3 separate regions of the Hordeum vulgare genome follow, and regions 2 and 3 are each linked to region 1. The links are chromatin contacts, called in public Hi-C maps. All regions are on one chromosome and are shown on one strand. The core of a region is the stretch at or near the end of the contact, and the rest is flanking DNA. Distances in the headings are between cores, read along the strand shown. Region 1 holds the start of LOC123427605 (COP1-interactive protein 1-like). Region 2 holds the start of LOC123427601 (lecithin-cholesterol acyltransferase-like 4). Region 3 holds the start of LOC123430711 (MADS-box transcription factor 31-like).

Region 1 (3,356 bases), core at 219-2,718:
ATTTTAAAATATGTCTACATGCCTCCGTATATAGTGCATAGTAAATTTTTTAAAAGACCTTGTATTTAAGAATGGAGGGAGAAAACAAAGGCTGGTGCAAAATGCACGCATGTTTTTTTTCAGGGAGAAAGGAGACTGTATTAAATTAAGGGGTCATAGTATCGTTATACAAAGGATAGCAATCTTCTCTAAGCTAGAGCCTAACCACACAACCGTGCGTGGCATTATACGCCCATAGGCAGCAAGGGCATCACTCATTCTATTTTGACTGCGACTGATAAGCTTAACCGTCACGACGGGCCGTATCAAACCATCCAATGAACCGCCAAAGAAAAACTGGTTGCACTCGCGTGATCAGGACAAGGGAGAACCACTGTCATCCATGAGGCGCACATGAAAACGATTGCAGGTTCTTGTTTGCGGACGAACTGAGGGATTAGCTTGCAAGGTAGCCCCAAAATCACAAAGACGTGCACGGTGGAAGCACTTTTCTAGTTTGGAGTGCATTCTCGGTGCACCTAGTTATTGTCAGTCAGTTTCTATCAGGAAAAGCGTGATGATAAACACCTCTAGTAGCGGTGAAAGGAGAATCGGTCCTCCAAAAGGAAACGGCTTAATTTGATGCGGGGACGGGAAAATGACCCGGCGTGGAAACACGACTAATCACTTCTCATTTTTATTTTTATATCGATGGAACTGCTGACTGACTTGGTGTGGTTGATTTCGTTTTGGTTTGGACCCATGAGCGTAGACAAGGACGAAAAGCGAGAGGGGAATTTGAATGTTTGAATGTGTGTTTCTACACAGGCGACCAATATTGCTATGCATGTTTGAACGTGCTCACGACTCTTTGGCCGCTAAAATCATGCCAAAATTTACGCTTCATCAGGCTTTGTTTGGTTAAGGGGGATTGAGGAGGTTTTGAGAGGGAGAGATTTTATGGGATTGGGTGAATCCCTTTATTCCATCCAATCCTCTCAAATCTCCGGGAGGCTTTGCTTCCACTAGTCTCCCGAGGAGGGTTTTGAAACACACGGATAGGAAGAGATTGAAGGAAAACGAAGGAGATTGGGCTAAGCAAACCCCTCCTACCAAATGAGCGCCCGAGGATCTATAGGGTTTCTGATCCTCCCAGAAATTTTCCTTTTAAAATCTCCTCAATCTTCCTTAACCAAACGAGGCCTCAGGATCTCGTTGCAAAATCCCCTCCCGAGAACGCCGCCCCCAAAGGCCCCAATGCACGCAGCCTGTTGCGCCGAGTGTCATCCCGGTAATTCTGTCGCCCACGGGTTAATCCCGCTCGACCACCGACGCGCGGGGCCAAGAAAATACGGACCCACAGGGCAGCGAGCGTGGGGGAGGTGAGCGCACGGGGCCGGTGAGGCTATCAGCCCCCCGCCGGCTTTATTGGTGGGGCCCGGCCAACTCAGCGGCACGTATGCAGCAGATATAAACCCTCCAGAAAGGAGGAAATGCAACGCGCCTGTCAAAAACCCCCGACCAGATTAAAAAGATTCTCTCCCCCCCCTCTCACTGCTCCAATCTCCCCTGCCCACTCTCCCCTGAAATTTCTCGGTGATCTGGCCGGCGGCGGCGCCTGCTCCGCGGCCGCTTGATTCGACCACTGAAGAAAGGCAGAGACGGGCGTGGATCTCGGCCGCCGGGAGCTTCCTTCCCTCGGCCACGCAGTCCGTGGTGAGCTCCTGTTCATTCTGCTTAACCAGCGAGCGTAATTTTCCGGTGTCTGTTTTCTCTCGTCTTTTTTTTCTTTCCTTTTTGAATCCGATCGCGTCTGCCGAGCGACGGCCCGTCGGCGATCCGCCGGTTCTCCGCGCGAGGGGGGCGCTGCTTCCGCCATTCGATCCGGCCTTCCACCTCTGGAGCGGCGCCTTCCGTTGCCTGAAGTGAATCGCCGCCCGCGAACTGGATTGGGGGAGCTTTTTCTTCATTATTGCTTCGATTCTGCCGCCTCTGGCTGCTCCGCTGTCCGCCTCTGCTTTCGCCATTTCGGTCGGCGCCCGCCCGATTCCGCTCGGAGCCGCCCCTCTGCTCGCGGCGGAGGGGAGCGGAGGGTGATGGGTTTGTTGCTGTCCACGAGGACCGTGCTGTTTCGATCAGGCCGTGGGCGTCCGATCGATCGGATATTTTCTTTTTTGACTTTGAGGTGCTGCGGATGGCACGTCCCTGCTCGGGGTAGGAGGAGGGGGCAGCGATCGTGGGAGGGAGGGAGGGAGGGCTGGTTGGTGGGCACGAATTGTCGTTTTTGTCTTTTGCCTTTTTCTGGTTCGGTTGCTGGACTATTTGCTGGATAATAAGTATTGCGTTTGGTAGGCTGGGAGCCGCTTGCCCTGCAAAATTCAGTGTGAGCTCGGATCAGCGTTTCGGGAGAGAGAGAGAGAGAAAAAAAAACTTAATCGGCCACTTGTCGATCGATCGGATCCTTGAGCGTGCAACATAATTCTGGTCCTGATTGGCCTTGTGTGGAGTTGGTAGGGTGGTAGGTTATCCAGGAAGAAGTGATCACAAAGTTCTTAATGATATCACAGTGTTTGCTTTTGCCAAAATAACAGCAAATAGTTGGGTCCGAGCTGTCGCCTTTCCTCTGTCTCCAGTCTGTAGTGAAGTGGTCTGTACACAAAATCAATTGTTTACTTTACCCGCACTCAGCCTGTTTTAGGAAGACCGCTGCACCCTTTTGGGCCCGCCTTGATAGGATCCCGTCTGTGGGTGACATCATCATTACACATTAATCTTGATGCCTGTATGCTCATTCATGATGTGAGTATTTGATGCCAGTGTTTCTTGTTGTGAATTGCAGAAACGGATACGAAGCTAGCCGCCCGAGATGGAAGCAGAACAGGCTGCGGAAGCGAGAGCTGGAGAGACGACCAATCTTAAGTTGCCTGATGACATTTCGGTAAGGAAAACATTTATCCGTGAAGTCCAGTGCATGTTCGAGATTCCAGCCTACTTTCAGAAATGAGCGATGTGTGCATATGTTGTTAGTTTCTTAGTATGTTTCATTCGTGTTCAGTTTTGTTGTTTGGCGTCCAATACTTCTTGATGCCAAAAAAGAAAAAGAAAAAAACGTGGTTTCTGAACATGTTTTGGGTGGGTAACTGCAATATATTGTTGTGTTCAGTACTAGTCATTTATTATCAATTCATTACATTGGTCTCTGCTAGTACTTGAATATCATTCATTTGAATATGTAGAATCTGGGGTCGATGATGATTAGCCGGCACAAAAAGATTGTATTGTACTGTACTGTCACATTTAGTATCAAGAATTGTGGTGTGGTGTCCATAATCCGCATAACTTTTATACCAATGTCTATATGTTTGCATCTACTTCAT
Region 2 (3,356 bases), core at 280-2,779, 430 kb after region 1:
CAAACGTCAGTTTCGTATTGGCGTCCTTAAACGAACCTCTATTCAAGTATGTAAATAAAAAAGGTAAATGCTTGTGTGCGGTGTGCCGACCGAACTTTGGCCGGTTGCGTTCATCATCACGCACAGTGCCCACATACAAAGAGCCAATGCAACCTTATCCACCATGTTGTGGATTCGTCCCCATCTCTTCCCTCCCCTCACACTCCCGTTGTTCCCGACGGTCCCTCCTTTTATCGCTCTTTTCCTTCTACCCAGGGCGTCGCCGACGAGCACACCGGGTACTACACCCGGCACGAGCTCTGGAAGTGGGAACGACCGAGCTGCAACCCAAAGTTGACGAGCTACTAACAGCTAGTGCAGATACTACAACCATTGGGGGGAGGGGGGCGAGCTGCAACCGGCAATGGAGTTGTTACTACGTCGACCAGCAGGCACGATGGCGGAGCACACAGATGCAACAACAGTTGATGCAGGAGCTGCATCCCCGCCTAGTTTTTGCTGAAACCAGCAACCGCGGCGAGTTGCAGAGTGACCATGACGAGTTGCTAGGTGACCACATCAAGTTTGTGCGGAGGGGCGGGAGGTGCTGCAACCACAACCAGGTTTGTTGGAACAGTTGAATCATTTTGCTGGAACCAACACCAAAAAATGCTCTCACCGGAGTTCGTTCTTTCTAGGCCATCATTTTTTTTTGCTACAATCATGTCTTTTTTTGTAAACAGCACCCAAAAATGCTTTTATCAGAGTTAGTTTTTTTTGCTGGACCATCGATTTTTTTGCTACACCCATTCTTTAATTTGCTGGAACCATCGTTTTCAATTGATGCAAGAGGGGCGGCAACACAAAGCAGTATTTTCGACATTTTTTCTTGTTTGCAAGCGTCCACGACGAGCGTTAACATCAAGCACGGCGACGGCTGTCGGCGATGAGGGCGAACGGGAGAGGACGGCCGCGTGCTGCGCGAAACAGCGACGGGGGCGGCCGCCATGACGTGTGGCGGTGTTTTTCTTTAGATCTGAAAACATGAAGGGAGAAGTATTGAAAGAAGGATACGGTCCTACGGCTACATTGGGACGTATCTAAGGGTTGGACCGGCTCAAAGTTTGGGCCGGCGCACTGGCGCGCAGAGTACTGACCAATAAAAAAAATACAATCAAATATGTGTACAGTATTATTTTTTCTGTTAAAAAACATGTCTATCTAGGAAAGTGCTGTATTTTATACACTCATGCGGCCAGAAGCCTCCTCTGGCCACCGACACGTGGGGTCAAAGAGAGCGTGCGCTGTCTAATGTTTTCGCGAGTCCCCGCATCGTTATCCGTACAAAAAATTACAAAACTCCCCAGAGCCCGAGCCGTCGTACCGCACCGTGCGCCACGCTACCTCACTGACAACCGGGACCAAACGTGGTCCGGGCATCCTCGTCAGTGAGACAGTTGCGCACCCGGGTAGGCCCTAGGGGGCCACGTTGATTGCTTCCCGTTCGTTCGTTCCTTTGTTTTCCCTGGCGATTAGCGTACGGAACGGGATTGCGAAACCCCCACGCCTCCGGAATCCCAACCCCCGTCCAAACCATATACTCCAGCTACCGCGGAGCAGATTCCCGGCCACCCGCCGACGCCCCGCCGCTCCGATTCGAGCTTACCGGAGTCCGATTTGGCGGGAAGCCTCGCTCTCTCATGCTGATCTCGCGGTCGGGGGCTTGAAGGAGCTTTTGGGGGCGGGATTTGGGCGGCGGGGAAGCGAGGGTCCGACGCGGACGCGAGCATGTCGGTGCTGGAGGACTTGATCCGGGCGATCGAGCTGTGGCTGCGGATCGCCAAGGAGCAGGTGCCGCTGGTGGACCCCAGCCTCGACCCGGTGCTGCTCGTGCCCGGCATCGGCGGCTCTATCCTCGAGGCCGTGGACGAGGCCGGGAACAAGGAGCGGGTGTGGGTGCGCATCCTCGCCGCCGACCACGAGTGCCGCGAGAAGCTCTGGGCGCAGTTCGATGCCTCCACCGGTATGTGCGGAGCACCTGCCCCTTCTTGTTCATGTCTGTCAGCTGGATTTCTGAATTGCTCGAGAACCTTATGTGAGCTTGGTTACCTTAGATACATGCTTACCTAGAGCAAGCAAACAATGATGCTAGTGTGTTACTTAGACAAAAATGTTTTGCTTGCGTGATGAATTGGGAACAAGTATGTGGAAATTGATGTAGCTTGGCTGGTTCGGTAAACATGAAACGGTATAAGCCTACTCCATCTGAATTCATGTTTTCGCTGAATTTGGATTAGTTCGTCGAACCGCTAGGTGGTAGGCTATAGTGGCTTTCCATTGACAAACTGCCGACTCATTAAATATGTGTTCCTTCTAGTTACATGTAAGTGTTGGTTCAGTCGATCATCTGCTTTCCTCATCTCATATGATGTCAAACTACTATGATGGAGCAGGCAAAACTGTCTCTGTGGATGAGAAAATACGCATCACTGTCCCTGAGGATAGGTATGGATTGTACGCCATCGACACACTGGACCCAGACCTGGTAACGAACTTGTTTCACTATTCATCTTCCAAATGAAGATTTACCTTTGCTTTTCATTTACTTATATGCGGTCTGCAGGCAGTCAAAACAAAAATCATTGTAGAACTATATGTATCATCTGATGGTTTTACCTTAGTGCTGTCCCACTCTATACTGCAGCAGATATCCGATATGCGTCACTCATATACTTCTAAATCTGCAGATTATTGGTGACGACAGTGTTTACTACTATCACGACATGATAGTGCAAATGATTAAATGGGGATATCAAGAAGGCAAAACTCTGTTTGGATTTGGTTACGATTTCCGCCAAAGTAACAGGTAAATTCTGCATCTGCATCCCTGTTTTGTATGTGTACCCCGTATACAGCTGTAATTTTTTTTTTCAAAAGTCATGCTAGTAGGTTTGTAGAACGTAATCTTTATGTTTTTTTTTCTTTCAGATAATGTCCGTTCATTCAGTTCCCCCCTTCTTATGATACCCCTTCTTCTCTGCAGGCTTTCGGAAACACTTGACAAATTTTCTAAAAAACTAGAGTCAGTATACACAGCTTCAGGAGGAAAAAAGATCAATCTAATAACACATTCAATGGGGGGATTGCTTGTTAAATGCTTCATGTCTCTTCATGGTGATGTGAGTACTTCTTTAGTTTTCCTTATATTTTGGGCCTCTGATGCCATGCTTAGATAATGTGGTTTCGTTTCAATAGGTCTTTGAAAAATATGTGAAGAGTTGGATTGCAATTGCTGCACCATTTCAAGGTACGAGTTGACTGAGTATCCAAATTCTCAGTCTCTCTTATTTCTAGATTAATTAAACTCGAAATATCTA
Region 3 (3,356 bases), core at 456-2,955, 380 kb before region 1:
TCAGTACTTACCTCTGTTGTTATTTTCGGATTAGGCTAGAACCTGAAATAATCTGATCGATTTGAGATCCCAGCATAATTTTTTTTAAATGCCCACTCCCAAATTTGTGATCCCAGCATAAACATACACCTGTTAACAAGTTGCGGCATCCTTCATATCGGGCATCAGCGATAAAAGTGTTTTGTGCTGAAGATGTCAACTAATTCAAATACCGTTCATGCTAAATCCATCCCAGAACAAAGCTAATTTAGGGCGAAACTCGCAGTAAACATGTCGTGAGCGGGCAGCATGAAGTGGAAAGTCTTGAGAGAGAACCTGTATTTGTAACGCAACCCACGATAACAACAACAACTTCCTCTGTTTCTAAATACAAAACCTTTTAGGGATTCCACTATGGACTGCATATAGATGTATATAGTCATATTCTAGAGTGTAAATTCATTTATTTTGCTTTGTATCTAGTTTATATTAAAAAAATTAAAAAGTCTTATATTTAGGAACGGAGGGAGTATATTCCTTAGCAGGTGTGAACATGATCCGATCGTCCAAGGGAAACAAAAAGGGTAGCCCATAGGGAGGGCCAGACTCGGACGCTGACAGGCCCCATGAGAAGGAGGGCATAATTTCTTTGCCCTGTGCGCCAGTATGATGGGTGCCTGGAGCTCCCTTGGAAGTACACAGTTTTTAGCAAGGATATCTTCTGCCATCATGTTCTGCTGGCTCTCCTGATCGCGACTCATGAATGAGCCCCAGTGCTTGGCAACCAAGTAAACTGGCATTCTTTTCCCCCTTGGAACTCGAATGAAAACCACATTAAAGTGTGCTGAAATGCTCAATGTCAGTGTGAGAACATGAAAGTTTCCGTGAGATATGATCTACAGAAGCAATGCGAGTCTAGATGCCTCTCTTGCTACTGGTGAGAATAGCAGTGTGAGAACATGAAAATTTCTGTGAAACAATTACACAAGCAATGTGAGCAATGTGAAATAATTACCTTGCCTGTGAGCTTACACAAGCTATGTGAGTTTGCAATTGAAATATCTTAATTTGCAGAGAGATATCTGCTGGTCATGTGCCATCTTGTAACACTCGTCACCAGCTGATGACATTGGCAGGGGGATGTGTGTGTGTGTGTGTGTGTGTGTGACACATGCCACCACGCATTTGACCGCGGCTGCCTCTGCCCGGCGCCCCAGTAGGTTAGGTGCAGCGTGGAGTGGACCAAAGGCCACCTTGTGGAAAGGCATTATTGCACCGAGTTATTCTCTGCCTTGGCCAGTTCTAGGTCGGTCTTCTTACAGGAGTAGCCTGGATGCAAGGCTCACCTCCCTTGCCATGTCCAGCAAGAGGCGGTTACCAGTCCACAGCACCAACATTTCCGGCCATCTGCTGGCACCCTCTCTCACTCATGCACACTGAAACCCCCACACTTGGCACTTCATCAGCACGCGTTGATCTTGTGCTACTGCATTATTTGAGATGCCCGTGCTAATGGCGCTAAATCGAGGGCACGCGTAGCGCATTTTACGGATAGTTTTCTCTGGGCTACAATAATAGTCTGTTTGTGCATGTCATTTGATGGAGGGCATGAACTGCACAAGGTTAGGTTTGCCACATTGCCTGGTTTAACTGTTCTCTTTTCCTAATTGTGTGAAATGTGTATTTGCTCTGTACTACAGTAGCATATAGTGGGACAGCCTGACAAGAGATGATGAGAGTACTAGTAGTCCTTGAGGCTTGAAACAACAAGTTTCCAGACCTATAAAATGTTCCTCTGCCCCCTTGGCTCTCCACTCCATCTTCTGACGAAGAAGCAGACGCAGCCACAGCCACAGCCCACAGGTAATGCCACTCCTCCTTTGGACTTCTTCTACCTCTCTTGCTCTGCAGCACATAGTCGGTCGGTGCAAGAACATGTCTTGCAAGTTGCAAATGGTTTTCTTTTACTGTTAATGGTGGAAATTGTGATTTATGCTGCTTGTGTGCATGGTCTCTTCCGCCCCGTCTCATGCATTTGATGCCATTTGATATTCGTGGCGGTTTAATCCATGCGATTCAACTCTAGCTTTGTGGAAGTCAAAAGAAGTAGCTCTTTTTTTCATATAGCTTTGCTTCTGAAACCATCTGCTTTACCTTGCTTACTTCCTGCACCTAAAGCATCTGAAGCCATTTACTACTTGATTCTCATCTTGGATGAGCGTTGGCTTCGCAATTTCATCAGCACTCTGTGTTTTTTATTGCTGAATTTTCGGATAACGTTGTGGTTTCTTGCATAGGAGGAGAAGAGATCCAGTGGGCTGGAGCGATGGGGCGTGGGAAGGTGGAGCTCAAGAAGATCGAGAACACGACGAGCCGACAAGTCACCTTCTCCAAGAGGCGGATGGGGCTGCTGAAGAAGGCCAACGAGCTGGCCATCCTTTGTGATGCGCAGGTCGGGGTGATCGTCTTCTCCGGCAGCGGCAAGATGTACGAGTACTCCAGCCCTCCATGGAGGTGAGTAGACCATTTCTGCACACCAGTTCAACTGCTGCATGTTCTCTGCAAATTTCTCTCTGTCTGTTCCTCTTGGCTTGAGGGGGAACGGAAATTTTGGGCATTGTTCAGGCCTCATGATTTGTTCTAGAGTTGTCATGATGTTCTTGTGCATGTTCTGTTAATCTTCTGCAATTTTTCGCAATGTGTATGCTTCTGTCTGAACTTTTTGTATGTTCTGGTGTTCTCTGAAATTTGATCATCATCTGTATGCTTCTGTATGTCCTCTGCAATTTGATCTTTATCTGCTCCTCTTGGCTTGATGGGAAATAGGGATTTTGTATATTTCTCAGGTCTCATAGTGTTGTTCTAAAAATCTAGAGTTGTCATGACGTTCTTTTGCATGTTCAGATAATCTTCTGCAATTTTTTCTTTCTGAACTTTTTTGTTGGGAACTTACAAGTTCCGTTGCTGATAATCTGCAAGTTTTAGTAATGAAGTCAAGATCAATTTAAAAGTATATGAAGAACCGATGATGATCAAACCAGCCAACCCTGCCTGTTGTTTTTCCTTTCTGTGCGTGGCAGGATTGCAAACATCTTTGACAGATACCTGAAAGCCCCCAGCACCCGTTTCGACGACATGGACGTCCAGCAGGTACACCAGTTCAGGTTAAACCAATTAACGTCGACAATCTCTGCTGGTGCTACCTAATAATCCTGCCTTTGTTCATGAAGAAAATCATCCATGAGATGACCAGGATGAAGGACGAGAGCAACAGGCTCAAGATCATCCTGAGGCAGTACATGGGTGAGGACCTGGGTTCGCTGACTCTGCAAGACGTGAGCAATCTTGAGCAGCAGATCGAGTTCTCCCTCTACAAG

Evidence for each region. A called contact is a pair of places that touch in the nucleus more often than the background predicts.
Region 2: a Hi-C map of seedling shows a contact between it and region 1, with 2.0 times the contacts expected there. The contact joins the promoter of LOC123427601 here to the promoter of LOC123427605 in region 1. A contact is called at or near these places in 1 of 6 Hi-C or Micro-C datasets (seedling) and 1 of 1 datasets of contacts at active chromatin or transcription factors (embryo).
Region 3: a Hi-C map of leaf shows a contact between it and region 1, with 5 times the contacts expected there. The contact joins the promoter of LOC123430711 here to the promoter of LOC123427605 in region 1. A contact is called at or near these places in 2 of 6 Hi-C or Micro-C datasets (leaf and seedling).

What each region holds. Positions count from the first base shown.
Region 1 is chr2H:599,996,776-600,000,131 of MorexV3_pseudomolecules_assembly, reverse strand. LOC123427605 (COP1-interactive protein 1-like) reads left to right here and starts at 1,468. Exons shown (of 8, transcript XM_045111683.1): 1 at 1,468-1,695; 2 at 2,819-2,917. The coding sequence starts at 2,846.
Region 2 is chr2H:599,571,773-599,575,128 of MorexV3_pseudomolecules_assembly, reverse strand. LOC123427601 (lecithin-cholesterol acyltransferase-like 4) reads left to right here and starts at 1,529. Exons shown (of 11, transcript XM_045111680.1): 1 at 1,529-2,002; 2 at 2,433-2,524; 3 at 2,727-2,845; 4 at 3,023-3,158; 5 at 3,235-3,286. The coding sequence starts at 1,768.
Region 3 is chr2H:600,378,379-600,381,734 of MorexV3_pseudomolecules_assembly, reverse strand. It overlaps LOC123430711 (MADS-box transcription factor 31-like), which reads left to right and starts at 1,705. Exons shown (of 8, transcript XM_045114559.1): 1 at 1,705-1,842; 2 at 2,277-2,493; 3 at 3,060-3,129; 4 at 3,210-3,356. The coding sequence starts at 1,767. It overlaps LOC123427609 (peroxisomal 2,4-dienoyl-CoA reductase [(3E)-enoyl-CoA-producing]), which reads left to right. Exons shown (of 5, transcript XM_045111687.1): 5 at 1-10.